Regions from separate parts of the Acanthopagrus latus genome. Here region 2 is linked to region 1. A link is a contact called in public Hi-C data. All regions are on one chromosome and are shown on one strand. The core of a region is the stretch at or near the end of the contact, and the rest is flanking DNA. Distances in the headings are between cores, read along the strand shown. Region 1 holds the start of LOC119010753 (calcyclin-binding protein). Region 2 holds the start of selenot1a (thioredoxin reductase-like selenoprotein T1a).

Region 1 (4,848 bases), core at 2,139-4,638:
CAGACAAATAGTCTCCAAGGCAGAAGCGTGTAGAAAAAACACCCAGCAGGAATACACTCCAGCGCTGACTTGTTTAGCTGCTCAATTGAAAAATGTGTCTGCTTGACTGCTGGATTAAAACTGACCAGTAGATGGCAGTGTACAACACTAAAGGTCAATGTAAATAAAATATGTTTTTAACCTTTTAACCTTAGCTTGTTTATGAACTTTTAACTTATATTCTATCATGCCGACTAAACTTTAACGGCAGCACACACCCCATCTAAATCTAAACGTTAAATCTAAATGTAAAATGACATGAATGTTAATACATTTAACATCTCAATGTTGAATGTAGATATTGCGTTTGAATTTTAATGTTTAATGTTAAATCTAGACTATATTAGATTCAACTTTATTGTCATTGTGCACAGTACAAGCACAGACACAACTAAATATAGTTAGCATCTAACCAGAAGTGCAGAAAGAAGCAGTAAAGTGCAAGTGTGTTCCGAATAAATTGTGCAGCAGAATATAGACAGATTTACAGTATTTACAGTATTTACAGTATATAAATAGAGTGTAAATAGGTCCAGGCAAAATAATTACTAGCATTACTAAATGGAGATACAACTCTAAATGTGAAATCTAAATATTAATGCCTAGATGCCTTTTAAGTTCTAATAAGTCGACTGTAACTTTTACAATGTGGACAGTATTGACTTACATTACTTCAGTTTGCTTCAATCGCCTCCATGTATCATGTCATCCTCCAGGTCGACAGGGGGCGATGTTTCCAGTGTTGTCTCGTCCTCTTTCGGTGGAACACATTATTCAACATGGCGGCCCACAGGATTGCATGTCTAGGGTTTAATGCCCTTTACTCCTCTGTCTGCGCCCCACAGCAGGTAACTTACTTTTGATAACATATTTGGTTTCATTTAAAGTGTTTACTTAGAGATGGCGTCGCACATCTCTGACGCAGCACAGAGAACGCGACGTATTCAGAATTAGCCAGTCAACTTACTAGCTCTCCTACGTTAGCATGGTAGCTAATGCTAGTTAGCCTGCTACGTAATGTTGATGTTTATTAGCTGTCTGTGTATTTACTGTAAATGGTCGTCCGATTTACAATTGAGACGCATGTCTCTAGTTTTTTAAATGTGGTATCTTAAATATTATTAGTAGTACATATTTTTGGGGAGCTAACTGTCCTAAAATCCTTCGTTACCTGTGACAACCACACCAAGTCTTACAGAGTCTTCATCAGTCCGTTTTTGCAGCTCAGGCGAATGACCGAGATGAATGCTGTAAAATAATTCCGACAGTCTGTTATTGCCCCAATCCCGCAAATTACTTTATTGAAATGTTAACTCAGAAGACATATATAAACCTGTAGGGTAAACGTAAAGCTAGGGCGTCGGTAGGTTAAATAGTAGGGAAACAATATACTGTATTTACAACATAAATAATACATTCATGAGGCCAAGGAGGAAGATTTCTATTATCTTCTGTTATCAGGGGTGTTCAAAAACATATGTGATTTAGTATCTCATCCATAAGAAGGCTAAAAATGTTACTATTTACAATCTTTGCATGATCACAGTTTGAACAATATCATTGTCCTCTGACAGCACAGAAGAGATTATGCTGGTAAGAAACTTTGTCAGACTGTAGACCTTACAGTCTATAAAAAAACTACAGAAACAAATGACAGCTTAAGAATCAAGGGATTCTGTCTATTTCAAAGAATTCTTTCTCCTCCAGCTGACAAATTGCAGGTTCTTCTCAATTCTTTATTTTGTCTTCATCAACAATGGTCATATTTGATAGATAGAGAACTGAATAGGGTAGAAACTGCCACTACAATGTGAGTAAGGGAGCCCCAAAATCCGTAGTCCATAGCACTGTGGATGATCTGTGTACACTGGGGCGTAATATAAGCTGTCAAGTAATAACAACCACTGGAACATCGTGCGCAGGCCCTGAGGAGCTGCTGGGGTGCGGTGGAGCAGGTGAGGAGTTACTACGTTGACTGGAGGATGGTGAGGGACGTCAAGAGAAGACAGATGGCCTTCGACTACGCTGATGAGAGGCTCCGGATCAATGCGCTGAGGAAGAACACCATCCTGCCTAAAGAGCTTCAGGTATGATGCAATATTCCAGTTTTTACTCTGCGTGTCATAGAATTTAAGTTGGTGTTGTCATTTGTTAGATTTCACCAGAAACAGATTGTGATGGGTTGTTATATCATGTTGCTTTTCCATTAATTTCTGTTGTCCTAATTAATAGTTCAGAGTGTACAGTTTAAAGGATGTGATTCACAACAACTAGGGTGATTCCAAATAATTTCAAATGCCAATAATTGTTGAATTTGCTTGTTTAATATTTTTTGCAGGAGCTGGCAGATAAAGAAATTGCAGCGTTACCCAGGGACAGCTGCCCTGTGAGGATACGCAACAGGTGTGTGTTGACCTCCAGGCCTCGTGGAGTGAAGCGCAGGTGGAGACTGAGTCGGATTGTCTTCCGTCACCTAGCTGACCACAACCAGATGTCTGGTATACTCAGGGCGAGGTGGTGACCATGGTACACTGCAGTTGGCTGTGAAACATCGATCAGACGAACAGGACATCCACATTCAATCTCCTGTTATATTTATATTTTCTTTTTTTCTGAACAACAAAAAACATACAATTCAAAAATATAAATGTTACTCCTTGTTGGAGAATACTTACATGTAACTCAGAAATCTATGAATAAATGTTGTACATTATAAAACTTTTTCCTCCAGTGCCTCAGTTGTTTTTCGAATGTAATAGTTGAAACATGAAGTAGCAATGTTTTAGAGTATTTTAATATCAATATGGTCAAGAAACCTGCAATATTTTATCTTTGCATGGTTAGAAAGTACAAAGTCAAACAATCCATTTGAATGACTTCCCTTTCAAATTTATTATGTGGTTGTTTATGTTTGGCTCATGAGTAGTTTTCAGGGTTCCAATGGATACTTGAAATCTTTGGAAGTTTTTGAATCTGAGGAAAAAGTCAAGGCCTTGATAGTTTTTGAAAGAAGTCATGAATGAATATGGGTCATTAATAGTGCTATTAGTTATCCTTGAGTCATGTCTTAAAGTAAGCCTGTCTGGAAAATCAGTTTAATTGCACTTTTGGTAGGGTCAGGGTGGACTATTATAGACTGAACTGAGGAAACCCAAAGAAAGTTAATTTGTTATCTACTTGTCTTGAATACAGGATGGTGTTTGGATATTAAATTGAATTGAAGAAATATTCGAAAATGTACGGATTCAATGTATTTCCTTTATGGATTCATACTCCATAAATATACTGTATAACAATTACAATGTTTTTATGTTATGGCTGTTAACACTTCCTACCGGTACGTGGCGGTGGTGCGCCTGTAGGCTGGCGGTCCGTACACCACTTATCGTAAAGAAGAAGAAACAATAGCCGCAGACTCTCAGGGCAGAGAACACTGAACGCACACATCTCTGAACCCAGCTTACATTAACTGATAAACACAAATCCCCAAATGGATCTAACCGAGCAGGTAAACATCGTATCCTTGTTCAATTGAGTGCAGGTTGTCAGGGCAGGACTTGGGTTTATGGCGTTAGCATTAAAAACTACCAGTTCGATCAATGCTAAGTTAGCTAACATGAGTTAACTTTGCTAGCTAGCATGCCACAGCGAAAAAGATGTTCCTAGCAGTGTCTGTTATTTTAATCTGCACTTTCAAAAAGTATCTATCTTCATTTTAAATCGATCTTAAAACGCGTGTTGTAAAATATAATAAATACACATACACATGGTCCCACTCGTGTGTGGCGATAATGTTATGTCAGTAACTGTAGCCAGTTAGCTAGCTAGCTAGAACATACTAGAACATCTGGGTAGTGTGTAACTAACGCTAGCTAATGTCGGCTGTCATTATTTGTAATCATGGTATAGAGATGTAACTCGAGGGATTTTTTTGTAATGTACGGCTTAAAGTAAACAAGGGTGGGGGCGGCAATGATGCATTGAGTAACTTAAGTATAGGGACCAAGGTTCAATGAAGCTGTAACGTTATGTTGACATCCCGTGACGAGCAAAGACCTCAAGTTACCTACCGGGATCCAGTTAGTTTAAGGGGGGACGCTGGGCAGACATTCAACTCGGAGACACCCAGCGGCGTTTTTTGCTGATGTGTAACGTATTCATTTTGCAAAAAATAATTTTCTTCAATAGAATGTGACCCAGTGACTCCAAATCAATGCCTAATTATATTAATTAATGAGACAAATAAGATACACTTTAACGCACAGCATTTTATATGAACATTAATTGTGAAAATTCAGCATTGTCAATAGCTTCAATGCCATGTGACCCAGTGACAAACAGAGAGACATGGGTGAAAACACAAGCTTCTTGCCGGTGTCAAAAAATTCAGGGATGCACGTTTCTCCAAAGTCTAATTCTTTCTTCAATACAGATCAACCAGCTGGAGGCAGATTTGCAGGAGCTGGGCTCCCTCTTGGAGAAGGCAGAGAGGAAAAGAGTGCAGGAGTTGCTGAAGCAGGAGCAAAAGAAGGTGGAGAAGGAGCTTTCAGTCAAACGCCAACAGAAGGAGCAACAAGCCAGGAGAGCGGCAGACCCGTCTGCTGCCTCTAAAGCAACGTACACAGTCAAGATCACCAACTATGGTATGGTACCATTGTTTCGTAAGACTGCCGGTCATTCGTGTGAGTGCAGAGGAAGAAGTGTTCACATGTTTGCCTCTTCTGTGCAGCTTGGGACCAGTCAGAGAAATTCGTCAAAATTTACCTCACATTGAAGGATGTGCACACAATTCCATCAGAGAACGTGGAA
Region 2 (4,650 bases), core at 737-3,236, 190 kb after region 1:
AAAAGCAGATGCGGGCCAATCAAGCACACAAACAGTGGTGTGAGTCTTTGTCCTCGTCTCCTTCCACAGATTGCCATGGTCTCTCCGGGCATGGCTTCATGTGAATACACAATGAACACACTACGTTATGCTGACAGGTACAAAGTTAGCCAATGAAGTTTAACTTTATGGTGCTCCTGGATATTTTTTTGTGATTTAAATCCTATTTTGTTTGTAAAGAAACTTAAAACATAGAGTATTCCTCCTCTCTATGACAGAGTGAAGGAACTGAATGGCAATTCCACGTCCAGTGGAGCAGCCAAGCTACAAGAGCCTTTGGACAGCTCCACAGAGGAGGTGAGATTGATTGAGATCATAGTTTATGTTGATTTAGTGTATTTATAGTTGGCTTAATTTTGCTGTTTACTGTGTGTTTTATAGGAATCTGTTGTGGATGCCAGTGTGTATGATGCCATATCTCAAGTGACAGAGTTGGAGGAGAAAGTCTATGTAGAACTGAAGGTAGAGTTGGAGGACGTCTTCTCTTCTTTACAACATACAAGTAATAATGCCAAGTTTATTCATTTATTTTTTTGCTTTAGTCCTCAAACATTAATCCCTTTCGTCTCTCAGAGGGTAAATGACTTTGTCAAGGCGATGGAGCAAACCTCATACAACATCAAGGAGGAACTTCCCGACCTGGTGGATCATTCTCGGAAGATACTGGGTAAAATCCACAGCTTGATCTTGGTTTTCCGTTAGTTTAGCAAAATATTCCAGTCTAACATCAAATGTTGAATAAGCAAAACACCAACAACATTACATAAAAACACCAACATCTTGGATTTCCGTGTGCTTTACCTTTTGTTCATTAAGTGTCATCTGTCATCCACAGACATGGTGTTGGCTTTGCAGTCTGCTGTGGATCAGGAGAGTCTGGCGATGATGAAACACTAAGACGAACCCACAAACCCACTTACACACCATTTACAAAACCTTTTAAAGCAGTTCCCTTTTGATTTTATTGTATTATGGACTTAAATAAGGAACTTTAATTTAGACACTATCTCATTGAAAATATTGCAGGTCTTGTAAGAAACCATTTTGGGATCTCCTGGTGTATATTGTTTGATGCGGCACTTTTCGCTGTAGATGTTTTACCATGAATAAAGTTGGATGCTACTTTGGGAGCAGCAGCAGAAATTCTATCAAAAATAATAAAGTGTATTTTTCTTTTAGTCATAAACACATTTGGCTCTTTTGAGTGGCATTTCTTTTACCAGACATTTGACATGACATATAAGGGGATGTTTGCCATAACGTGATCGAAGGGATGCACAGTATTTACTTTTTAGACTCAAATAAAGCAAGAAGTGATCACAGTTTTGTCAGAGTGTATTAATATAAACTTTGTATGTAGTTTATGGATTTGCACCTACACCACACCTGAAAATATGATATGATATCCTCTGGCTTCACAACAGTTCGAAAAAGGAGCACTGATTACGAACGAGTTTCAATAATTTATACAGATTGCTTAAGATTCCAGCTCACAAGCATTTGAGAGGAATTAACTTGCAAGACAACTAAGCTTGTTTTATTTTCCCCATTTCAGTGTCTGCTTCATTTTTTAACAAAATATTAAAGAGAACCAACATAATGCACAAAGTTAGGTTCAGTAGTTAGTAACTAAAAGTAGTGTAATAAGTAATATATGTCTCTACACAGACAATAATATTGTAATATATCTTTTAGAAAAAATGAAGGGAACTAGTACTATGTAATATGTTGCCTTTTGAAAGTAACGTGCCCAACAATAGTTATTACCTCATTAAAATTGTAAACACGGTGTCGTTTTTAAAAATACTCACTATATAATGTACACGGTGTAGTACAGTTGAACCGCCACACCAGCAGGGGGCGGGGGCGGTCGGCGCCGGCTATGTGTGGAATCCAAGATTAGAGCGCGAGGAAGAGGAGGAACCAACCAGTAACCAACCGTCGTTATTAACACGCCTCTCCGTCTGACCAAGTGAGGAAACAGACCCCGGAACGCGGATCGCGATGAAGTGGCTGCGTTTTTCGCTCCTCGTCTTGGGGGTTTTCTCGCTGTGCTGCGCCACGGCCGGTGACAGCAGCGGCGTGAAGAAGATGAAGATGCAGTTCGCCACGGGACCCCTTCTCAAGTTTCAAATTTGGTGAGCGTGCGAGCGGTAAAATCTGGCGAGTCATTGCGAGCTAGCTAGCTAGCGTTCAGCTCCCTGGCTAACAACAACGACGGGCCGACATTCGGAAGGGACTAGCTAATTCACATGAGGGTGGTTCGTGTTATCACACTGTCTGAGCACCGTACACGTTTTGCTAGTTATTTATCAACGAAATCACTCAACCGCTGGTCAAAACTTGTTGTGGAGGATCTCGTGTTTTTGCCCGTTTCCCGACTGAAACATGGCTCCGCTTCCGCTGTCAAACATGCGAGTTACCAAGCTAACGTCAAATCCAGCTACGTGAGCTAGCCAGTGTTATACATAATTTCCTAATGTCTCTCTGTGTTATGTAGATTACTTCGAGTTGTCTTATCGCTTAAAGGTAGTAACATTATTGGTTAAATTGCCTTTCCTCGTGGTATGGATTAACATGTTCATTGTATCTGATGGACAATGGGATTATGATAAATCCATGTAGGGTGCTCAGTCTGCCTGGAATTATTTCATGCCATTTAAACATTTTGAATCATGCTGGGAAGTTAGCATATCTCACGGAAAGGTACTGGTTACAGCACGTAGCTAGCTATACATTATAAATCATTAACAATAACAAGGTAACGTGTTGATCAGTAACCAGGGGGTTATGCTAATCATATTGTCACATCTAGTGCAACCTTGTAACTAAAGTAAACAAGAACACAATTCAAACGGCAGACATGTGCCATAAAGAGGCATGTAGCATTGGCGAGTACTGAATGGGAAGTGGGTTAAACATGCTTCTAACAGGAATTTCACACTGCCACCAAAACTTTCCATGAACAGGAAAAGCGATCTGCAGTTCACACAAACTCGATCTAAAGGCTTAATTCGTTGTCAGTTGCTGTGGCTGCTTAATGTCCGTGTTTGTCTTTCTAACGGTGTGGTTGTCTTCACACAGCATATCCTGAGGGTACAAGCGGGTGTTTGAGGAGTACACGCAGGCCTTGTACCAGCGGTACCCAGACATCCGCATTGAAGGGGAGAACTATCTTCCCATACCCCTCTACCGGTAAGAGAGAGAGAGAGAGATTGTCTGTCTGCTTTGTTACAAGTGGATTATATCCAGATTTGTTAAAGCTGAATGGGATTAGCTGCGATTTGACTGTAGAACTGGAATTCCCATGCAGTTTAGTCTTATCGGGTGGTGGATATGTCTTTGGTAGTTGTAGAGACAAAACCACTGGATCTAAAGATGACAAAGTTAAGGTCAAAGGTGCATCATGTTATAAATGTGTGTTTATTATAAGAAATTAATCACATCCTACATTCTTACACTCATCAACCCCAGGGATTTCTTTTTCACTTTTGATTGTAGTTCATTTAAGGGAAGTGTTTGTGACTGACATGCACTCAATTGCCAGGTTATTCGGCACATCTAGCTAAAACTAATAGTCTAATACAGCTGCTCTGCAATAACTCTTTCCTTTTATGTAGATCACAATGTTTTAGTTTTGGATGGGACAAAATAAGATTTTATCATGGATTGCAATAAAAACAATCATTTTGGATATCCTCACAAGTGACTTGAAAAAGCTGTATTTCAGTAGCACAGAGCCCCATTGTAGGTTGACTTCCTTTGAATTGTTTCATCTTTCTAGTCATTGTAAAATCCTCACCCTCCCACCTTTGCTGAAGGCACAACTACCCTGTTGTTTCCTCCACAATGATGATAATGATTATCGGGGTGATAATGTGAATTACAATAACTTAATCCAGCATAGTCGTCACATAGAATCTTCTTAGTTGTTCCTACTATTCTGTCCTCCATATTTAAACTATTAGGGATAGTATTAACATCAGAACCCCTTTCTGTAAAATGCAGAACAATTCAACAGCACCACAAACTACATCCTTCAAAATGACCAAACAGTTGAATGATTATATTTGACTGTATTAGTCACTGTTACCATGGGCCCTTGAAATTCTTGAAAGTCTAAATTTGAGTAGAGAAAATCAAAGCTTTGAACATATTTGAAAACAGATCTAGGTCATTGAAATTAATTTATATATTTAATGCAATAACTGAAATCAAAGTTCTCAAGTTTTTATTAAATTGTGGTCTGTAGACTTCCATTATGCCTGTTTTTTTTAAATTGTCAATGATATAACAATATTTTACTTTGTCTCAAACTTATGCTGTGTTGGGTTCTTGAATTTGAAGGAACTGGGCCTGTGAAGCCATTGAAATGTCACTGAATTTGATGTGAGAACCCTGGTTACTTTTTAGAAAGGTGTATCTTATAAACTGGCCACTTAGTGAATGTTTCACATCATGAATATGTGGATATTTTAACTGATGTATTAAAGTCAGAGTGTCTGTTAAGCATCACTGGCACAGAGTATGTAATCCCAGGTGTTGTAGTTAGAGGTGTGGTGTCACTAAAACCCCCAGGTCCTAATCAGTTGAACTCTTTAATAAACACAC

What was found. A called contact is a pair of places that touch in the nucleus more often than the background predicts.
Region 2: a Hi-C map of muscle shows a contact between it and region 1, with 5 times the contacts expected there. The contact joins the promoter of selenot1a here to the promoter of LOC119010753 in region 1. A contact is called at or near these places in 3 of 4 Hi-C or Micro-C datasets (liver and muscle).

What each region holds. Positions count from the first base shown.
Region 1 is chr21:20,162,720-20,167,567 of fAcaLat1.1, forward strand. It overlaps LOC119010753 (calcyclin-binding protein), which reads left to right and starts at 3,389. Exons shown (of 6, transcript XM_037083174.1): 1 at 3,389-3,547; 2 at 4,472-4,682; 3 at 4,769-4,848. The coding sequence starts at 3,530. mrps14 (28S ribosomal protein S14, mitochondrial) reads left to right here. Exons shown (of 4, transcript XM_037083175.1): 2 at 756-887; 3 at 1,962-2,126; 4 at 2,378-2,762. The coding sequence ends at 2,560.
Region 2 is chr21:20,351,687-20,356,336 of fAcaLat1.1, forward strand. selenot1a (thioredoxin reductase-like selenoprotein T1a) reads left to right here and starts at 1,987. Exons shown (of 6, transcript XM_037083574.1): 1 at 1,987-2,177; 2 at 3,124-3,234. The coding sequence starts at 2,044. It overlaps kif2c (kinesin-like protein KIF2C), which reads left to right. Exons shown (of 23, transcript XM_037085306.1): 19 at 70-137; 20 at 258-336; 21 at 421-501; 22 at 613-706; 23 at 875-1,229. The coding sequence ends at 936.